Linked DNA regions of Mus musculus: region 1 is linked to region 2. A link is a contact called in public promoter capture Hi-C data. All regions are on one chromosome and are shown on one strand. Each heading gives the region's core, a stretch centred on a gene start, on an enhancer-like site or on the middle of the called end of the contact. The rest is flanking DNA. Distances are from core to core; before and after follow the strand shown. Region 1 holds the start of Gnat3 (guanine nucleotide binding protein, alpha transducing 3). Region 2 has its middle 43 kb from the start of Cd36.

What was found. Promoter capture Hi-C pulls out the DNA fragments that hold promoters and counts their contacts.
Region 1: a promoter capture Hi-C map of liver shows a contact between it and region 2, with 2.1 times the contacts expected there. The contact joins the promoter of Gnat3 here to the enhancer-like site in region 2. A contact is called at or near these places in 3 of 39 promoter capture datasets (the C10 cell line, liver and macrophages), 1 of 15 datasets of contacts at CTCF or cohesin (the G1E-ER4 cell line), 5 of 484 Hi-C or Micro-C datasets (bone marrow-derived macrophages, cardiomyocytes, embryonic stem cells and 2 more), 1 of 115 datasets of contacts at active chromatin or transcription factors (heart atrium) and 3 of 9 other capture datasets (adipose tissue, embryonic stem cells and liver).

What each region holds. Positions count from the first base shown.
Region 1 is chr5:17,957,055-17,963,959 of GRCm38.p6, reverse strand. Gnat3 (guanine nucleotide binding protein, alpha transducing 3) reads right to left here and starts at 1,390. Exons shown (of 8, transcript NM_001081143.1): 1 at 1,164-1,390. The coding sequence starts at 1,281.
Region 2 is chr5:17,875,197-17,882,613 of GRCm38.p6, reverse strand. It overlaps a transcript of Cd36 not described here. Among named protein-coding and RNA genes, the nearest start is that of Cd36, 43 kb to the right of the region's middle. Within about 2 kb of position 1,568, at least 27 of the 459 cell types and tissues checked have an H3K27ac peak or open chromatin away from gene starts, as enhancers often do. A contact at or near this core is called in bone marrow-derived macrophages, cardiomyocytes, heart atrium and 1 more, where this site is marked.

The DNA of each region.
Region 1 (6,905 bases), core at 141-2,640, 82 kb before region 2:
AGAGAGAGAGAGAGAGAGGTACAGCCTGCAAGGGTGGGGAAGTCAAAGAGGCAGGACCTTGAAGAAGTTGATCAGTTGTATCCACAGGCAAGAAACAAATAGCAGGTGTTGCAGTGGACGTTTGTAGGACAATGAGAATGGCTTGTCAAAGAACTAGAGCAAGGAAAGAGAGACTCCCTTTCATGGAGAAACAAGAGACAGAGCCCACAGGCAGCTGCTGAAACAGTAGTGGGAGTAAAGCAAAAGAACACTTAGAAAATGATAAATCCACAATCCTGAAATAATGAATTACTTTGCATATAACTTATATCAGGGTAAATACACAGCTGCCAATAAGTTAGAGTTCTTGCTTGGATTTGTTTTTATATTGATTAAGAGGGTTTTTTAAAATTTTTTTTTTATTTTGAGAATCATTTACATAATATTTTAACACAAGGTTAATCTTTCAACACCAAAGCTAACTGGCTGATTAGTTGGCCTATAGCCTGACTGTGAAGAAACTGAAAAACAAACAAGAAAAGGAAGACTGAATCCACCCAATGCATCTTACTGGGTCATCTCCTGTAGTACACAATATATTTATCTAATACATGTTACCATATCTTTGTGCTAAAAATATCATGGGTTTTAATACCCTAAATCATACATTTTCTGCTTTCTCTAGAAGTCCACAGTGAAATTTCCCTTAAATCTCTCATGTTGCTGAGTTAGAAACAATTAGTATGCCCAACTCTGCCAGCTTGTTCCTCCAACAAGCAGTTACAAATTCTATTGTTTTATGCCAGTGACCACTGTGTGTCAAGCAGTTTCTGAAAAATGACTTGTCATTAAGTATTTTACTTGTTATTTGGTAAACAATAGAATGCAACAAAATAACAAATATGCATGAGTCTTCTTTGAGGGATGATACTCTGTAGTCTGTGAAAGACATAAACCGAGGCATCTAATATTTATCTCTTAAACAATGTAAAAAATGTGAAGCATAAAATAAATTATGAAATACATATAGGGTTCATGTGAAATCAGTACCCTTAGGATTCCAAACATATCCTTATATTAATCCTCCAGGAAGTGAAAAATTTAAAATTTGAGAAAAGCAACTGTGTCTGTCATAAATAAGGGGGAAAAAATCAGATGCTGAAAGCAAAAGAGAAGCACATTACCTAGTAGCAGTAACTTCACAGTTCTTGCATCCCGCTCAGCATCCTCCTGAAGCTTCTTCTCCAGTTCTTTGGACCTTCTGGCTGATTCCTTGCTCTCTGAACTAATTCCACTTCCCATCTTTTGATGTTAGTGGCTGGGCAGTTGATTTGCTCAAACTTTTCAAACACGGAGCACAGCTGTAGTTTAGATATAGGACATATGAGCGGTGCTCGCTACAACAGGCAGCAGCTACCCCTGCGCTCTCAATTCTGCTTTGACTAAGGGGATCTAGTCCATCTGTCACCTGATCAAGAGGAAAAACCATGCAACTCCAATGGAAGCTTAAGAGGAAACTCATTATGCTTTTAAATTAAGTGGTCACATCTGGCCCGCCTTCAAAATCATGCTTACCTGCCTGAGAGTTTAGCACAAAACACATGGAAAGCATTCAAAATCTTGAAATTAAAGAAAATCTGTGATGGGCAATTCAAGTGAAATGTTTCTTACCAACAGAAAATATTTATTATTGGTATTGTATTTACTATTAATCAAAAACACTTGCATTTTTAACTTTAAATACTTTGTTTTTCAGATTCTTCATAATTACCCCTTAGCCTCAAAAAGATTATGCATGATGCTATTCAAATTCCATTTTGCCTATTCTAAGGTTGGTACAAATATTGAGAATCTCTTAATATATCAATAAATTAGAAAACATTTAAATAATAGCAACAAAGGACATGATTTACATATTTATACATTTTTTTTTTAGCTATAAATGTAAAATTCTAGGTCCAGTATCTTAACATGGATTTTTATTCTCATAGGATTAATCACTATGAATTGAGCTTTTACTGCCTGTGTGAAAGTCAATCCATCACTGGTAATTGAAGGCCTACTTTGTATGGACACTGATCTGTGTTCAATGTGGACAGCACTTAACATTTTAGGGCCATTAAGCAACAGCTGTTGTGTTGGGGGTACACAGTCTGAGTTGATACTTACGGAATAAGGACCAATGTTTTGGAAGCATATAAAAATATCAAAGATAATCAGATGATAATCAAAATACTAAATATACCCAACTATGTTCCATAATTTTTTACCTACCCTACTAACATCCTAAAAATTTTTGAAAATTGGCTGCCTCAAGGGAAGAGAAGATTTTTACACATTTTTTTGTTTGTTTATCTGAAGCAAAAGGTATTTAGTAGACTGTCAAACAATATTCTTCTTATAAACACAGCTATCTGCCTGTAACAGCAAGTGTGTCTTACACTGTAGTGTGTCTTAGTACATTTAATTATAAAATACTTGAATAAAACTATCTAATCAAGCTGTCACTGCTGTTTTGCAGAGATCATGTGTGAAGTTTGAGCAGGTGGAATTTTGAATATTCATACAACAAGGAAATGGGCCACCAGACTAAGTACTCATTCCTGCTTTGTTTACTTTTGCACATTAAATATGTTGAGCTGAAGATAAAGACTAAACATAGTCAAAGCATCCTGAGTAAAGACTCAGAGAGGTACATATGCAAAGCTTTGTGCCACTCATTTGCCATTGCTTTTACTATGCAAAGAGCTAGTCCCAAAGGAAGGAGATCTGTCTTGCTACATTACTTATGATCAGCCCAGGAGACAGGCTTCCACCTCAGAATGAAAGACTTAGTACACTAAATCATCTTTGACATGTGTCATAGGCTGAATTGCACACATGTACATGTACATTCCTGCATGTTCCATTCCAGCAAAGGATTGACAGGAAATAGTATGTCATTTGCCCCCTATAAATACACCCCTTGCTTTTGTACAGGGATATACGTGGTTTTGATAGTTTTGGTGTTTTTGTTTTCCAAGTCTTCCTCAGCAGATTATTAATGAAAGCCAACTAGGTCTTTGAGATGTCATAATCACAAATTTTGTTGGTTCTTGGAAGCAAGAAAAATGAAACAATCCCCAAACCCATCTTGTTAGAACTGTATATACTGGCCATTTAGAATGGGATATATTACTAAACACACACACACACACACACACACACACACAGCATGTGTGGTTACTCAGAATAATCATTGAACATGACCTTTCAGGCATTACATCATTCAAAATGTGTGATGGTATCTTTCCTTTGGCGTCTCTCATTTCAAGAAAGAAACCGAGCTTGAGGCTGAGTGAGATAAGGTTGACTACTTTAATTCACAGAGTTACCACAACCTGAGTAGTACAAATAATTATTCTCAGGCTGCTTAAGGCTACATTCTTTGGATAATCTCCTAGCAGAGATAATTGGTGATTTAAAAATCTTATTTATCATTATTTTATATATTTTATTGAACATAAAGTCCATGGTGATCTGCCTTTTACTACTGAATTTCAAACTATATATATATATATATATATATATATATATATATATATATGTATGTATGTATGTATGTATGTATATGTATTTCTTTCTCCTGTCATTATTAATTGCCTGGGTTTTTACAGTCATTGACTTGGCTCTCCTTGGAGCTATTAAATGAGCTTGAATACAGTAGCTCATCTTCTGCTAGAAATTATCTAGGCAAACTATTGGATGTTTGGTTCTTTATTTTATGTTCATATCTCATAAGAGGTGTTGATTTCAAACATGGGGTCCCTGGACATTTGGAGTCCCTGCTGCCTTAGCAATGACCTTTCTACTTGTATATCCCCATGGGACTCCAGACAAAGCATTCTTCCTTTGATAATGGTACTCAGATGTGCACTCCAGGGAGTGAGTGCTGAGCAGGGCATTTCCTCTGGAGAGCTCGAGCCTTTTGGTGCTTCCAGAAAGCAATCTTAAAACTTGGTTCTCTGTGTCAGTACTTCACGTGGTACAGTGAGATGACACTGTTTATATTAAGTAATAAGCAATACAAATATGTATGTGATGTAGTTGGTATTCATCTTTATTTAGCCTATATACTGTTAATGAATGAAGATATGATTATATTTAATTGTTTATGAGAGTGTTTCTTTCTACCCCAAGTTCTATTGTAGGTTTCTTTCTAAGCATATTATATCATTTATATTACTAGCTCCCTGGTTTCCTGGGGATTTTTAGTTTTGACTGTTACAGCAGTTTCTTCTTACGTTTCCTGATATTAAAGACTGCTCTATCCCTGTTCAGTCTGCCTGATTATAGCAAATTTTAAATTATCCCATACCTAAGATTAATAATTAATTCCCTCTCTATTACAGATTTCATCAACAACTTTGTCACTACCACCTATCTATCAAAAATATTGCTCAGTGGTTCTCAAAGCATATTTTCTATTTTAGTTGGCTGAATCACTTGCATTTCTCAACATCCATTTCTAGTTTTCATTCATGTTTCTTTTCTTCTAAATAAGAATGCCTTTGTGGTCTAGAGATGGCTCTTTCCCACCGTGTCCATATTTTAATGAAGAAAGCAGATCAGTATATGTGCTCTCTCGTGTGCTTCCCTGTACGACCTGCCTCATCCTCCTAGGTAGGTGGGTAACACCAAGATGATGTAGCCTTCTCCTTTCCTCTGTCTTGTGGATTGAGTCCAAAGACACATTCATGCCAGACAAATGTTATGATATTGAGCTATACATGCAATTTCAATTCACTTCAATGTAAAAAAAAAATACTGTCAGGAACTGAATTAGAATGCTTCCTTTGGAAGAATCAGGTAAATTAGTGAGGAAATATGGTTAGAAGAAGAAATTGTGTTGCAACGCAGTTGCAATGGAAAGTCAGGCAATCCCTGGGAGATCTGAAGCTGAGATGATCCTTTGGGCTTGTGTTCAAACAAGTATAGAAAATGGGACCATTTATCCTTTCCAAGAACCAGACATTGAAATATGGGTTACAGTAAGGAGAAAGTATTATGTATGAGAAGGTTCTTATGGGTGAGGATAATTTCTGCACAAGAGTAGGCAAGAACAAGGATTTGTCAGCCAGGGGAGTAATTTCTTCCTCATGGCAGTTGTCTTAGAGTTTTATTGCTGTACCAAATGCCATGACCAAAAAGCAAGTTGGCAGGGGCGGGGCAGGGGGGTTTATTTGGCTTACATGTCTATCATTATAGGAAGTCAGAATGAGAATTTAAGCAGGACTTAAATTTAGAGGCAGGAGCTGATGCAGAGGCCATGGAGGGGTGCTGCTTACTGGCTTGCTCCTTATGGTTTGCTCAGCCTGTTTTCTTATAGAACCCAGGACCATCAACCCAGGAGTGACACCACACCACCCACAATGGGCTGGGCCCTTCTCTATTGATCACTAGTTGAGAAAATTCTATACAGCTAGATCTCACGGAGGCATTTCTCAACTGTGGGTCCTTCCTCTCTGATGACTACCTTGGGTCAGGTTGACACACAAAGGCAGCCAGTACAGCCAAGCACCTGTGTTTGCATTCCAGCTTCCCCGGCTCCTATACCAGTAACCGGCTTCAGTGTTTAGCACACATCTGTGCTTGTCCCAAGACTGATTGCTTTCATTTCTTGGGAAACGTACTATGTTGTTCTCAAGCCTACAACCATTGTTCATCATATCCTGATTGTGCTATTTATTCTAGATTTTCCTTCTCTGGAACAGCACTGGGTCATGACTTCTTTCAGATTTATCCAGTGGTGAAGACATCTGGGAGACTTTTGAAATGGGAACAGTGATGAGTTAACTAACCAAATTCACATAGGACCATAAAGTTTGATGAGGTTAGGGAATTTTGGTTCAAAGTCCATGGATAATCCATGGAAAATGAGTTTGAAGCATCACTTAAATACTTGTTCTAGCCTATCTTATCTGTTGAGATGATGAAGACTTTTATTACTGAGAGTTACTAGTCCCTGTTCCCACACCCTTTTTATACCGTGACTGCTGCCTTTGCTATTTACTAGTAAAATTGAGCAGGAAGCATCAATAAATGTGCCAGATCATCTAGGCGCCAAGGTATTACCTTCTCATTTTATTGCATAACTGTGGTCATGCCCGCTGATGGCAATTCATTCCCACCCTTCTGAGGGTTTCTTTCCTTATCCACTGGTCTTATGACAAAGGGAACCTGAATACATAAAATCATACATTCATCTTGCACATTTCACAGCCTTTGCTGTCGGCTGTGGAAATAATTCAGTGTAATCACTTCACTAAGAGACTGTTGATTGATTTCCTAAAGGAATTACACTGTAGAAGGGTTCACATTATTTTTCTTATGGAGAGGCAGTGAATCTAGGAGAATTAGCAATTACTTAGTGAATGTAACAGGTCAAGCTGACAGGTACATGCACAGTTTCTATCCCTAGCACCACAGCTGTTCTTTCCTTAATTCACTGGTACAGCACTGGGGAATCTAATGAATTGATATCAAGTGGACAAATGATTCTACCTAATGTTTAATTAGAGGCACTTCCATGGTGGATGCTCATTATTAAGTATTGCCATGAAATTAAAATCTTCAACAGTTTTATTTGTTCTTGCCTCTAAAACACTTTGTCCATGACCTTAAGGTAATTTCATTTCTAAGACACAAAGTATGGAGACAATGCCCTTGTAAATACCCATGTCTATAAGTCTTTAGCTTATCTAAGGCCATTCTGGTTTTCACACAAAATGGATAATCACCCATAGTTACCATTATCGTATACTTTGCCAAGAGAGCTTTGCAGTCAGAGAAGTTTTAATTCCACCACTCAAAAGTAAGACAGCAGCAACCAACTTTCGGTTTAGCCCTACATATCAAGGTGACCTAGCTGTGAACCTAGCTGTGGT
Region 2 (7,417 bases), core at 319-2,818:
GACTTTGCTCCTGTACTGTAAAATTGGGTGATAAATGTACCTATTTCATAGGGTAATTCTAGAAAATTAGTGAGTTAATATATATATATATATATATACATTATAGATAATATTGTTTTATATATATATATATTTATATATATATATATATATATATATATATATATATATAATGATTATACCAGTGACTTTCATGTATTAATTAATTTAACAGCCTAAGTACAATTTTTACACTAAATTAAAAGTACTAAATATTAATACTATTTTAAATGATTAAGCAGAAAGATCAAAAGATTGAGTCAGGATTCTTCATCTAGAAAACATGTACTAACTCAAAAAACTCAAACAGTACTAACCAAATGTTTTCTTCAGTGCCAGTGGTACCTCCTTTAATTTTGATACTTAGTCCTCAAACCTGGGATAGTTCCCCCAACTAGCTAAATGTGTGCATGGTCCAGCTACCAATTTCATTGTCATGGTGATCCATGACTTGTCCATGTTTCTGAAACCTTTCCCAATATCTCCTTTCTACACCCACGTGCTAAGTCAGCTCTACATTTCCTTCCTAGTTTCTTTAGCAGCTTACTCTGGTCTTACCACCAACTGGTTCTGTTCAATGGCTGTTCTGTTCTTTGACTTAAATATAATAGAATGAAAATTTACTGAAGGAAATTTGCAGCACTAGATGCTATTACATGGCCCAAGATATTTTTAAAGCCCATTTTCTTAGTGATTCATACATTATACTAAAACCTTACCAAAACCACGCCACTCCACCCTATACTTGGGCTTGCCTTCTGCAGTCCTCAAGTATGTCATGGCTCCTTCCACTACCTGTGCCACAGCACCTCCTTCTGCTCTCTCTGGCATTCACTCTCAACACCTGGGAGTGTCTGTCACATTCTAACTCAATCAATGGTTTAGGACTATGTCCTTCAGATGACTTGTGATCTACTTGGGGAGGATCCCAGGCTTGTGCTTATTTGTATCCAAAATAAAGTCCAGAATCATGTGAATGAGGTCTCTAATTTCTGTAACCACAGTACTGGGACGGCTGAGACAGGCAGATCATCATGAAGTTTGAGTGTAAACAACAGAGGAAATTGTATCTTTAAAAAATAATAGTTGAGGGACTGGAGAGATGAGTCACTGGTTGCCCTTCCAGAGGACCAGGGCTTAATTGCCAGCATCTACATGGCTGCTCACAACTGTCTTGTTACTCCAATTTCAGGGGATCCAGTGCCCTATTCTGGCCTGCCTGGGCACCACACACATACTGTGCAGCATATTTACAGGCAAAACACTCATACACATTAAACGAAAAATAAACAATATTATTTTAGAAAAAGAAAATAAAAAGTAAATTCCAAGCAACGTGAGGACTGTAAAGTTCAAATATATTCTGCCAATTTATACCAGAAACAACTTAAAAGGCAGGATAAAAGCCTCAGAACCAGAAAATGCAAATAAGATCAAACAGGTTTGACACACTCTTTGTCTGTGTGCTTGGTGTTAATCTGACAGTGAGGAGAGACATATCAGAATATGGTTTGGGTTGCAGGCATGACTGGCCAGCAGGTGCTTGCTATGTAGGCAAAGGGTTGAGGGCAAGATAAGATTAGGGAAGGACATGCATCATACAGGGAGTGCCGTGCTCAGAGTCTGAGTTAATTTTAAATCTTTCCAGGCTACTAGGGATTGGAAAACAAATATAGGGCACAAGGCAGTGAAAAAATGCAGCTTGCTCTGACAGTGGAGTAAACCAGGCTAGGCTTAGAATATTATTTCTCAAAAACCGGTAGTAGACACTGGAGTACTGAACTTGGCACTCTTGATGCCTGCTTTAAAATAATTGTCATAATTATAATGTAACAATTATTATCACTGTTGCTTTAAAAAAAACCCAGAAATTTGTGCCTTGTTTACTGAGACACAGATTATTTAAGATTTTAACTTCCTCTCTATATTGTGTCTGTCTATTTCTTCTTTAAATGCTATTCAAAAATCATGAGTTTGCTTGTTACTAGATAGAAGAATGTTTTGTTCTCAAACCATATTATACTCTTCTGATGGACATTTCTATAATAACAACATCATAACATTGTGGCCAGGGTTTTTCCTTTGAGTGATATCTTGCTCATATAGATGAACAGTTCCTGGCCTTCTTTTGAAATAGAACTATGAAAAAGCTCTAAGGTGCTGCATGACTCCTGAGTAGGTAGCCTCTATCCCAGTGACCTCCTGGTGATTTCCCGATGACTTCTTAACACTACTCTTCCTCTTAGCCCAGAGTTTCTCCTTCTTAGAAGGTACATTTAGATTTCTTGAAAATTCTCAAAGGTTATGCTTCCAAACATACAGAGCATTGGGAGTTCCTCATACTTAGGTTCCTATTAACACTGTCTCTGCTGACTGCCAGAAAACATCTGTGGTTGAAGATGTTAATTATTACAAGGAGGTAACATATAGTATGTCAAAGTGACAGTGACTCAGTAAGCACTTGTGTTGAGCAATTTTTCCATCACTGAAAAAAAGAAATAGCTGAGTATAACAAGTTAAAGGGGAAATGATGTCATTAGATGCTGTAGAAGTTCCATTATTTCTGGACTTGCAGTGAATCAGAGCATTATAGCAGAGCAGCATGGGGTGGTACCCAAAGGGGCGGGAAAGGGGAAGAATTTGTAAGCATGGGACTAGGAAGAGAGGAGAAATGGGGTTCTCAATCAGGATGTAAAGTGAATTTTAACAAAGTTAATTTGCTAGAGCAAATGTGGAGAGAAAGAGCATAGGAAAAGGGGCAAAGGAAACCAGTTCCCTGCTTTTTACTAATTCTGCCTTCTAAATTTTCTATACCTTTATAATATCCCTTTGAATTATGAATGCATGAATGGACTAATCCATTCATGAATTTATGGCCTTCATGTCTTAAACAGCTCTCAGTTGTCCCAGTTGGAACACTGATTCATAAGACAATGTTTTCAGCATATGGAATTTTTGGTTCCATTAACATCCAAACAATAACAGAAACTCTAAAATTTTTAAAAAATTGGATGGAATTTAATTACAGTTGGTAAATTAGGGAAGGAATATAAAGTTGGGGAGCTGAAGTTGATGGTGAGATAAGACAATTTTAATCTCTCTAGGCAGAGGAGAGACTAGAATGATGCTAAAGATGTAATTGACAAGGAAGCAGTTGTCACAGTGTGTGGAAAAAGTCGTGGTTTCTGTGGCTTAGATGTTCATAATTTCCCTGTGTTCACATATGATTATAGAGTGGTTTTCTTTAGTATTTATTCATTATGATCTCAGAGAGGTATTATCTAAAGAAGAACATGAAAGCCTAGTTATGAATGCCAAACAGTGTCTATTGGTAGGACTAGGTCAGCTCTCACGAGTTGGCTGTTTTCCACAACACCCTGCAAACTTACATTATAAAGGCTGTATAAAAAACACCATTTCTACACAAGTTTGGAATAAGATTCTAAGAAAGTTCCTCTTGTAATTTCCTCTCTAGCTCATAAGATAGAGAAAACACACTGGATATTTCAATAGAAAATGTCGTTGTTTTGCTACGAGTGTGATTGTTAAGAGGCATGAAAGATGATCAACCTTTTGTATTCTATCAAAAGCTATTTTGATTAAACTTCACAGTTTGCCTTTTTTTTTTTGATGATGACATCTAAACAAATAAAATGTTCATTCTTTCTATTCAAGGACTATCCTCTCCCAGGGTGGATGTTCATTGTTGCTGCTTTCAAGTCAGACATATGACTATTTCATAAAACCTAAAATAACCATTTATTGAATACAATACTGTGTTGTGATCTTAAAATATTACATTTTTATTATAACTTCAAAAAATTAAAATGTGATTGCATCCTTTCCTCTTTCCCTTTCCTCTTTCCCTTTCCTCTTTCCTGTGCCCCTCATTTCCTCTTTCTCTAAGTTCTCCTTCCGCCTTTAATGCTCTCTCAAATTCATGCTTTCTTTTTGGTTATCTTTATTGTCTCACACACATTTCCATAATTATATAAATAAACCTTATAACTCCTCCTAGAGTCTCATATGTGTGCGTGTGCTCATGCGTGCACATGTTTTGGGCATGCCATGTATAGAATAAATACTTTGAAATATTAAAGCTGCTCAGGCCATAGGTTTATTTATATCCAATACAACCCATAATTGCCCTTTTAATGCTTTACTCTGATTGTTACAATATTAAACTAACGAATCATGTGTTGACCATTGAGTTGATATTTTGTTAGTAGCAATATAAAATGTGCATTACAAATAAACATAAAGTTGTATTAGTGATTTGGGGACATATTACTCTTCGAGTCCTTTTCTTCAGCATCAGATTTACATATGGTTATTATTATTTGTATACATCTACTGATTAACATTGTTGTCTGCAATGTTATTACAATGAAAAATGCAAACTTTCCTGGTGGTCAAAGGCTATTCTGTATGCCTAGTTTTGCAATAGAGAGTCACTTGAACTGGAAAAAAAATACAAATTTTCTTTATGCAATTAACTCTATGGTTGAGTTTTTAAATACCTTAAATATATTAACATAACTATGTAAATTTCTTTGCTTATGTCTACTCTTCATTTCGCCAGTGTCTTAACAGCTTTTTCCTTCAATCATTATAGAAGTTTTCAACTGTAAATTTGGCCTGGTCATTTCCTGGAGAATCTCCTTGTCTTGCACTTTGTTTGGCTGCTTTCATTCTCCTATATCTCTCCCTCTTTCATCCTATATACTTAAATAATCATGATACATTTTTGTATTGTATACCCTTTCTCTAATAAGATGGTCTAAACACTTGCTATGAAGCCAGAAGTCTATGTAATATCATTCACTGCTTCCCCTTTGAGAGGTTGTAGAGGTTTGAATCTGTTTCCAGATCCCAGATGATGTAAAAAAGAATGGTGGATATCCCTTGCTTATTGGTCTCTGGCCTTGGGAAGGCACTTTGTCTCTTGACTTTTTCTCCCAACTCTTACCTCTTCTATCTTCCACTCAAGACCCCCCACTTGACCTTATATTTATATTAAGTTATATTTGAGACACTAAACTACTATTCTACAACACACTGAAGTTAAGCTTTTTGTAGCTAAATATATCACTGTTATACAAACTGAGAAAATGGAAGAATTAGGGTTCTATTCATGTCATAACACTAACTGAAGCCTTAAAGTCACCTTTTATTATCTCCGCTGCCATTCAGAACTGCTCCGCCAACAAGCAGAGCTGCTGGTGTACAGTAAGTACTAAGATCGCTGTTTTGACCTTTAGTGGTTTATCATCTGCCTTTACTGAGACTGTTGCTTGATTTCTTATCTGGTTTCCACTGCCTCTTTTTTCTCTACCCTGCCTGTTATGTCTCAAAGTATCCTCAGAAGCAGTTAGGAAAAGCATGTGTCTCATGTATGATAATGGTGTTTGAAGTTTGCTTTTTGCTTTTTCAGCTCTTTCTGTTGTCACATTGAACGTCAAGCACATTCCCAGGTAATCCACACTCCGTCTAGACTAGGCACGACGTACTTTTCTAGAACTGCCTACACATGTCAGTTCAGGACCTTTATGTGGTTTTGGTGTTATTGTATTAATACTTCTGGGTGAATAATCTTCCCTATTTTCTCCTTTTCATATCCCCTTCAGTTACAAATTCGTATCCTGTTTAACATTCTTTACTTAGAATTACTTAATAGTGTCATTCTGCTCTCAGCATAAAGGTCAAACTCCTTAGAATATTGCACAAGGCACACAAAGTTCTGGTCAGCACCCAATATGCTAGCTTCTTGTCAGTTTTCCAAATGTGTCACTCCCTTCCTGCTTCTGAAATGACACATTCCGCCCCTAATATCTTTTCTTCCTTTTGTGGTACTAGAAAATGTGTGCTCACGAATTGAAACAAGTTCATTATTTTAGCCTACCTCCCCTCATCAAACCCAGTATCTTTTAAAACTATTTTCTTTTCTTTGAATTCTGGTGCTTGTTCCTTCAGAGATTTCTTCCTTCTTAATGTGAAATTGAACATTTTCATTCCTTTTTTTATAACTCTCTTTCTAAAAGCTTTACAAAATTGCTTTATAAAAATTCATGATGTTTCCCCAATGGCTATTTTCAAAGGTAAAACTTGCATATATGTGGTATTGGGCTGTATTTGAACTTAAATGGTATTTCTGCAGCACAATTGTTTCATGACCACAAATAAATTCTCTAACTTCAGCATCTCCTTTGAAAATGAGCATGGAAGTATCCTGTGCTTGAGGTTGTGGAAACCAAACAAGATGTGGGAAATTTGAAACTTTTATCATGAGAGAAGAAAATCTTTGTGTAAATTAAGACATTAAGATACAAACATTTTCATCTGTATCTGTTGTCTTCATTGATAACTCTGCCTCTAATATATACCATATAAACTAGAACTCCTCTACATCAAGACAAATCACAGAAATTTTAATCTTGCGTCACATTTCTATACCCATGTTGATTTAAAAACTTCTCTGTCCTCATCCTAGCTGACAGTAGGTGCTAGGACTCTCCTCATTTCTGGGAGTTGCTGCGTTTGTCTTTCAAGAGAATTTGTAGAGAGCCAGTGTTTCAGTGATCTGTTAGCTTCCTCTTCAGCATAGATTCATGCAGTTATGCCCATGCAAGTGTCTTCACAAACCACTAGTCAGTACATTTGAGGAGTTTCTATATAATTGGACCTGCGACATGAACTAAAAGTAACACAGCATGGAAACTCAGTAGCTCTTCTTATGTAGCTCCATCTATCCTTTTCCCCATTCATGCCACTTATTATATCCATTCTTATAAGCTGGCAACTGTGGTAAGCATTCCTCTGTGTTCCCTCATCTGGTCTAGCAAATTAATCACGTTCACACTATAAACCCAATTTACAAACAGTAAAAATATAGCAAGAAAATGTTTCCATGGCTGTGAACCAGCATGCAAAGCTTGGAAGGATGTGTTCACTGGGGATGGAGATTTCATTATAAAGGGTCTGAGTCTGTCTCCATGTAGGTAGGGGTACCAAAGCTAGGTTTTTGCCCATCACTTAGTGTATCATTCACTGAAATGCAGAGTTCATTAAAGGGGATTTATTCACCAGGTAACCATAGAAAAAGAAATGTCAAGTTCATTTCCAGAAAGAAGTGTTTAGAGATGTTTATAGAACAAAGAATCAAGGTTGTACAAGAAGGCAAGGAAAAATTGTAGTGTGTTGCTCTGCATATAATCCAACTTCATGGCTTTCACTGGAAACACACTCAGAAGACAGAAGCTCTAGAGTTCTTTAGTGGTTGGAGTTACATAAAAAAGACACCTGTGCATGTTGTGATTTCTCAGGCCCAAGTACAGGATCAGTCTTTTCTAATGGACAACAGCAGCCCATAAGATGTTAG